2 separate regions of the Mus musculus genome follow, and region 1 is linked to region 2. The links are chromatin contacts, called in public promoter capture Hi-C maps. All regions are on one chromosome and are shown on one strand. The core of a region is the stretch at or near the end of the contact, and the rest is flanking DNA. Distances in the headings are between cores, read along the strand shown.

Evidence for each region. Promoter capture Hi-C pulls out the DNA fragments that hold promoters and counts their contacts.
Region 1: a contact with region 2 is called in a promoter capture Hi-C map of liver, with 2.6 times the contacts expected there. The contact joins the promoter of Plcg1 here to the enhancer-like site in region 2. A contact is called at or near these places in 4 of 39 promoter capture datasets (cranial neural crest, hippocampal neurons, liver and 1 more).

The regions. Positions count from the first base shown.
Region 1 is chr2:160,729,820-160,733,612 of GRCm38.p6, reverse strand. It overlaps Plcg1 (phospholipase C, gamma 1), which reads right to left and starts at 2,303. Exons shown (of 34, transcript NM_021280.3): 1 at 2,269-2,303; 2 at 1,580-1,895. The coding sequence starts at 1,796. Gm52567 (a long non-coding RNA gene) reads left to right here and starts at 2,866. Exons shown (of 2, transcript XR_003954082.1): 1 at 2,866-3,793.
Region 2 is chr2:160,337,630-160,341,645 of GRCm38.p6, reverse strand. It overlaps Gm46773 and a transcript of Gm826 not described here. Among named protein-coding and RNA genes, the nearest start is that of Gm826, 12 kb to the right of the region's middle. Within about 2 kb of position 1,950, at least 5 of the 459 cell types and tissues checked have an H3K27ac peak or open chromatin away from gene starts, as enhancers often do. A contact at or near this core is called in liver, where this site is marked.

The DNA of each region.
Region 1 (3,793 bases), core at 1,054-3,553, 390 kb before region 2:
CCAACTATCTCACTTCCAAAAGTGACCATTTATAGTAAATATACTTCTTCTAACTTACAGAGGAACCGAGGCTCCGAGAGGGAAAGCACCTGGCTGGGTGACGTACAGCTAACACACTGGCTTCAAATACCATAGCTATCTTCCACTACTGGGCTACACACACGGTTTACAGTGCAGCTGTTACCAAGAGCTAGCTACCGGGGAACTAATGCCACCACTTAAACACAGGAAATACTACAAACGTAAAATGCCATGCCTGCAACCTGATGTCTGAGTGATGTCTCAGGACTACCGGAACTGTCTGCAGTTCCATCCCCCAACACTGAAAATCACTGAAATGTTCTTCCAGCGGAGGCCAGGGCTGATGGGCACTGGTGATGGTTAAGGGCCAATTCTGTCAGACCTGAAGTTTGTAGTTGAGGATGGCTGTCTTACCACAGAAACCTTCCTTCCTCCTCATCTCCTCACCCATCGACACACATGTACACCATCCCCAGGAAGATCTGTGGGACCTTCTCTCCGTTGTTACTTCCTGACACCACCCCCCCTTCTCTAACACAGACCTGGCTCTTAGGCTAGGTCCCTTCAACCATAGACTCTTTGGGGGTTCTTGTAAGAAACATCTCAAAGCCTGGAGTTGCAAAGACTCCTCATCCTGCCTCACACCGAGGAAAATGACTATCAGAAAGAGCCGAGGTTTCTCAAAACTCCTGACTTACTTCTCCCACCAGAGACTTGTGTGTAAACCCACCACACTCAGGTCTGGGAAGGCTACGACAGGAAACCAGAGGAGCAACTCTGGGCTACCCTGTGGTCACGAGAACATCCAACACAAAGGGCTGGACCTCAAAACCCAAGGCCAGGGAACCTTTCTGAATGCAAGCTCCTTGTTATATGCTGCAAGGGCAAAGGAGCCCTGGCTCTAGCTTTGGATGGCTGCCTAGCACCATGGACCTCCAAAATTCAGATCTGGGGCAAAAAAAAAAAAAAAAAAAAAAACCATCCACGGGACATGGGGAGGGGGAAGCAGTCACGGTTTTAGCTTTCATACCCCATCCTCCCAAAGAAGAGGGAGATGAGTAGGCCCGCTCTGCTCCACAACCAGCCCTACCCCAACATCTGCCTAAGTTCTACATGAGGATTCCAAAGGTTCTTGCGCCAATAAGCCCATCCCGGAGCTCTTAGGAGTTTTCACAGACAGCACACTCTGGAGAAATGGCAGTGGGCAGGAAGATCTTGTCGGTTCCCCAGGTTCTCAGGTTGGATGAGGGGGTCCCTGTCTTGGCTTCCCCTCACAGCCACTGACAGCCGCCCGATGCTAAGGGCCGGAATCCCACTCCACTTGTCCAACCAGTGAGGACTCTTAGGCCTCAGGGCAAAGTGCCTGGAACACTCCCCCCCTACTGGGGGAGGGGGTGTCCTATCAGGTGATCCAAGACCCGGATGCCCCCCTCCACCCGCCCCAGAGTGACCACCAGGGACTGGGCGGAGACGGGGCGCCAGGCGCGAGGCCCGAAAGTTTGCCCAAGTGTTTGGGAGGCGGGCAGGCGCGAGGCAGGCCGGAGTGGGGCGCACTTACTGGACCCCTCGATTTTGTCCGCGCCGCGGCTCCATGTGATCTGGCGCGTCTCCAACTTGACCTGGAAGGTCTTCCGTTCTGGCCGCTGCGACTTCTTGGAGTAGAACAAAGTCATGACGGTGCCCACCTCGAGGCTGCGGCAGAGGTGCAGCACCTCGGCTTCGGAGGGTGCGCCAGGCCCGCAGCCGTTGGCGCAGGGGGTCGCGACGCCCGCCATGCTGCAGCGACCTCGGCGACGCAAGCCGGCGGGCCCGGAGCGGCGGAGGCGGAGGCGGTGGCGGCGGCCGGGGAGGCGAGCGGGACCCGGTGGCAGCTCCTGCGGGCGGACGCGGGGCGGGGACTGAGCGCGGGGGCGGGGCGGGGTGAGGCTCCGCCCTCAGCGCGCCGGGAACAAAGACGCTCCTGGGGACGACCCCCGCCCACCGCCGCGCCTGCGCCCCGCAACCCGGGGCAGGCCGCAGCGGGCGGACCTGGACACCTCGGTTCGGCCGAGCTTTCCCCGCGCAGGCCTGACACAACGCGGGGCACGGCCGCCCGTCACGCACGCAACCCCGCCCACAGGCTGCGGCCCGTCGGTCCGACGCGCGCACGGGCCTCCGGCCCACACGGGACCCGCCGCGGCAGTGTGCACGCCTCCCAGGGAGCGAGGGGGCTGCGCGACCCCCAGCCCTCCCGCCGAACCCGGTTACCTGGCAAGGCTGCCGGGCGGAGGGAGCCGCGCCAGCCTGGCCTCCTCACACCCGCGGTGGCGGCGGGGGCGGGCCCTCCGCGCACCCTCTCCGGGGAGGGGCGCACTCGTGGATTGGCTAACAGGCCGTGAGTGACAGCACGCCTGCCACGCCCCCTCTGCGCAGACGTCTTTTGCAAGGGCTTGAGCAGACAGACGGGTTCTAGGGTGGCCTTGGAGTGTGGCCTCTGGGGAGGGGGCCACGCAGGTGTGGGCAGGGCCCTCAGACTCTCGGACGCGGGTCCGGTGGCCTTCGAGGCCTCTCGCGTGGTCCGCTGCCCTCCTCACGCTCCGCCCGCGCCCTACCTGCACTTAGTCTCCGAAGCTCTGGTTTGTCCTCTGCCTCATTTTCCTCTGGACTCAGTGCTGGGCCAGTTGCAGGGTGGCTTCCCCTCTGCGCAGACACAGGTGACCCCAATCCTGGGTCTCCCCTGACCTCCCGACCCAGGCATCTCGTCATCTGCGCCACAGCCTTGCTTGCCATCCTCATCACATGGCCCCTTTCACCCGCTACACCTTCTCTATATGGCAGTGAACTCCTGAATTTGGAAGACCCCACACCTTGCAAGAACCTTTTTTCTTCTCTCCCTCATCCCTAAGTAATCCACTGAGGCTCTTCCCTCCTGCCTTTGGGGCTCTCTCCACTCTACGCACGATCCTGAGGACCCCTCTTCTCTCTGTGTACACTATCCTCTTGGGTCTTGCCTGCATCTGAGCTTCAGAATTTACCACTAAAGCCTTTGAAATTGCGTACGTGAATTCCCACTGTGCTTCAAATCAGCACAGCTTCGTGGCCCAGCAGTCCTGTCTTGCCTTCCCCTATCTCTCCTGCTTCATCCCTCACCGCGGACTTTGCCTCTATTCTCCAGACATGACACCTGTCTGTGACTGTTAAATAACTTAAAATCAATCTTCCAAAAGCCGTTCTCTGAACAGCACGGGTAAACCCGAGGGCATCCCTTGATCCTGCCGTCTGGCCAATGATGAGCAGACAGTTAGTTGGACAGCTACCCTGCAGCTCTGGACAGCATCTGCATTTCAGAGGTGAGAAGTCCCACACAACATCCCCTTGCAGGAAAGCTCCCCTGGGATTCCTGAGACTAGAATTTGTGATGTATGGGTTTGGACAACCCACCCACCTGGGCCACCTTCGCTTTGCCAGGCAAATAGTGACAGATGCGCTATTTCCCTTGAGGGTGGTCTCAAGAACGTCCGAATTCTGTATACCACTGAGGAACTTTGTCCTGAGGGACTGGGGAGTTGAGATAGACTGACTGCCACCTAGTGACAGGCCTCTGATGTAGGCGGAAACTGGACTTGAGGTTGGCTTGCACAACTCATGATCCTAATTATCTTCTAATCAAGGTTTCAGAGCCCCGTGACTTGAAGTCAGGCTATGTAATAAGTGGGAAGCTGAGTGTCTGTGTTCCACAAGAGAGCCCACTGGGTGAGAGGTAATCCTGGTGGCCATTGGCTAGCTGGCCAAT
Region 2 (4,016 bases), core at 701-3,200:
TGCAAAACAAGGGCCTTCTAGACTTTGGAGTCATTAGATCTGGGATACAGTTTTTTTTTTTTTGACTATTCATTCATTCATTCATTCATTCACTTAATCACATATTCAACAGAGTGTTACTGTACATCTGATTCTATGTTCCAATCCCTGGGAATTAAATGGAGAGAAAAGGCAGAGTGGCACCTGCTTCTCACAGATTCCCTGTAGGCATGCCCACTGCCTTCCAGAGCCTTGAATTCCTTTGCTCTGATTTCCTTGGGAGCCGATTAAGTCATGAGGTACTGGGAGGCCCCTGGTGCTTGCTAGGTGCTTGCTAGGTGTTTGCTAGGTGCTTGCTAGACTTTGCCCTGTCCTCAGCTTCTTCTGTGAACTATGATCTTCGTCTGGGGCCTTGGGAGGTTTCTGGTCTCTTCCCTTAGACACAGGGGAGATGGAAGTCACTGTCAGCTGCTACTGAGGCTGGTAGAGGGGGTCTTTGTGTCTGTTTTCTTTTGCACAGGTGCACACACACACAGCACGTACATCAATATGGTGTGGTCAGATGTGGCCTGGCTTGACTGCACAGGCTGTTCTATTACCCATGGTCAGCCTTCCCTTCTGTGTGGGCCAGCTATAGCATAGTGAGGAGTTCCAGAATCCCCCAAACACAGCATAGCCTTAGGGTAGAGTGCTCAGTATCTAACCCAAGGTGGCTGAGGCCCAGACATGACATACTTTACCCAGTTTCATGTGGAGCTTTGAAGCGATGAGATGGGGGGGCTCAGAACTCTAGGACAAAAATGACCTAGTACGGCCCAGGTCTTAAACTCAATAAGAGAAAGAGTGAGGAGGTCTCTGAAGGGCAGGTGGAAGGCTATGTTAGAATTCAAATAGCCTGTTTGAAATTATTAATAATTTCATAAAACTTTGGAGTGCCAAGCCTCAGAAAACAGTGGGTGTGCTTTATGTTAAAGCTTGAGACTTCCCAAAAGGACATGGCTTAAAATTAAGTAGGACAATTGCAATTCGGTTTTTTTTTTTTTAAAAGATCAAACACAAACATATTATAACCTTGGGTTTTCACTTAATATCCTGGGGCCATCCAAGTAGTGTATAGGCATCTGGGAAGTGTTACTGTCTTGTGAGAAGGGAAAGTCCTGTTATAGTAATGACTGGGCAAGGGGTGGTGGCCCAGAAACAGAGAAGGGAGCATCAGAGTGGGGAAGCCACCAAGAGCTCCAGGAACGAGAGGGGACCCACAGGTCACAGCTCTCGGGAAGGAGGGAAGAAAAGTCCACAGGTCACAGATTGGGACTTTGTGCTGGAGGAAGTCACATGGTGGGACATGCTCGGCTCCTTCCCAGGGTCCTCCAGCCCCACCCCTGCCCTGGGGCTTTTCTCTAGTCACACTGTCCACCTGATACGCCCTAGAAAACCTCTCAGGTCTCTTGACTGAACCTCTCCCAGGCTATTCTCTTTGCTGGCAGTCTTCTGCCTCTGCTATCATCCATGTCAGATGCACACAGACTCAGAGCATCTTAGGTCTACCCTGCTCATGTACTGAGTATAATTTGCTGCTCCTTAGGTGTGGGTTTCCATTTTTCACTTAAAATGTTTGGTCTGATGTCCATCTGTTCTGCAGGACCAAATGCTAAGGGCAAAGCCTGCCTGTCACCCTGTCCCTAGCACTAGGACAGGCACAGACAGATATAGCAGCAATACAATAACTCCTGAGGAAGGACGAATGGCTGCCAATGGTTCATGCCTTCACCAACTCTGCAGCCAATGACCTGGGCCAAATGAGAACTTTCCAATGGTCCATGAGAGCTTTGACTTTGGACTCCATGTGCATTTCCACGGTCAAGTCCAAAGCATTGGGAAATAAGAGCCTGTGTCGTAAGAAGGTGTCCTGGTGACGTGGGTGCCGCTGCCCAACACACCTCCCACAGCTTGCTGTTGTCAGACAGCATCCCTTACACTTTGCTCACAGACTCTGAGGGCAGGGACAAGTGAAGGACACCAGGGGACAGCTCCTTTCTGCTTTGTAATATTTGAGCAGCTCAGCTGGGATGACTACAGTTCTGGGAATGGGGATCCTCTTCAAGACGCTTCTTTGCTCCCGTGTCTGGGATCCAGGCTGTTGTGGCTCAAGGCTGAGGTTGCAGGATTATCATCTGAAGCAGCACACATGGCCTCAAGTGGTTTCAGGGTAGTGGGGGGTTAGGGTTTCTGAGTGGCAGCTTATGCTTCCAAGTGCTCTATGCTGTAACGTGGAGGTCGGTCGTATGGCAATGGAGCCTCACTTCTGTATTCTGGTGATCTGAGGTTTCCAGCTTAAGGAGAAGGACCACAGACCCCAAATCTCAAGGAAACTCTTGTCAAACTGCTATGGATAATTTATGCATGGTAGATCTCTGGCATCAGGTTGGCATACGATCATTCAAAAAAAAAAAAAACCGGATGAACAAACCTATTTCCCATTCAGTTTTTCACCTCTGTTACGAACATTCCAATTAGCTTTGCAAAAAGGGAAGAGGTTTGGTGTTTCACAGTCCAGGGTTCAAATCCTAATTTTATGACTGTATCCATGGGCTCTTGGGCAAGTCACTTGGACCGACCCACTTGAAACTCACCCATTGATGGCCTGATACTGTAGTGAGTTAGTGAGCTACTGGAGAAGCTTGCAGCCTGGTGAGAGCCCAGTGATGGCTTCCTATTGTGCTCATCTAGGCTCCTCCATGTAGGGAGAGTCGGAATAAATGGCTCTCAAACGGTCTTCCTGGATTTAGGCCAGCCACGACCAAAAGGGATCCAGTTTATGTCCTTGCGTTAGTTGCTAAGTTAAGGACCCGGAGACACAGAGAGAACCCTATTATCAGTCCTGGGGGCATATGTGTCCAGGGGGCAAGGGAGGTGGAGGGAGGCAGCTGGGTGACGAATATGCTTCTGGAGCAGTGTGTGGTGGGCCACAGATCTCCTGATCTGTTCTTAGTTATTTATACAGATTCAGTTAAAATCTGACAGCTTTCTGACTTGAGAAGATCGCAGGAAGAATCAGCACACGAATAAGGCAGAAGCAAGCTCTTAGCTGCCTCCTAATGTGACCTAATGCTTAAGAACTGTACCATTTTCATGTATAATCTCATTTGATCACACCAGTATCTTTTTGAGGTAGGTCCTTGCATTGATTCCACTTTACAGACAGACACAGAACCTCAGATAAACAGAGTGAGTTGACCAGCCCCTCCTGGTGTGATCACCTCAAGAATACTGATGCGGCCCCCAACTGTTTGCACTGAAGCAAAGGGTCCCAAGGGGTTAGTGAGGCACATCCTGTTCCGTGTGGCTCAAATGTCTTGGTGTTGAGTTCTCATTCAGTTCGGACATTAGACTCCCTCCAGGAGAGGGAAGGAAAAAGACTTTGAAGATCCTGTGTAGGGTCTCAAAACCAGATCCTATGGGAGGGCATTGCCTGACATCATAGAGGGAAAGCTGATTATGGGGTCAAGAGCATCTATGCTTGCTGAGCGGCACTGGGAAATGGATCAATGGCTTCCAATGACCTGCAGAGTGATATTAGCCAGTTAGAGCTGTCTGCGACCCATCAGGTCCCTTTAACTCCTTCCACTAGTGGAGCTATTGTACTGATCATGCTTCTTTTAATCATGTTTTCATCTGAAATTTGAAGTTGTGCCACTGGCCCAAGGCCATACTGTAGTGGATGGAGCTGAGATTTGAATCCAGACCTCTGACACTGATTCAGCTCTCATTATCTATGTATGGCGCTTCCAGGGAAAGATGGCCCCTGGAATGTCTGGCTAACGCTGGTGAGAGCAAAGGTGTCCCTACTCTCTGCCTCTTCCATCTTTTCCCAGCTGGAAGTAAAAGAGTAGAGTTCCCAGACTACTGATGGGCTGGGGGAACTGCCCCAAGTGGGATATCAATTTGGTTAGCCACATGTTCCTCTGTGGCAAGAATGAGGGGAGGCCCTGGGAAGATAGCTATAAACAAGGCAGGACAGATGCAGGTAGAGTCCA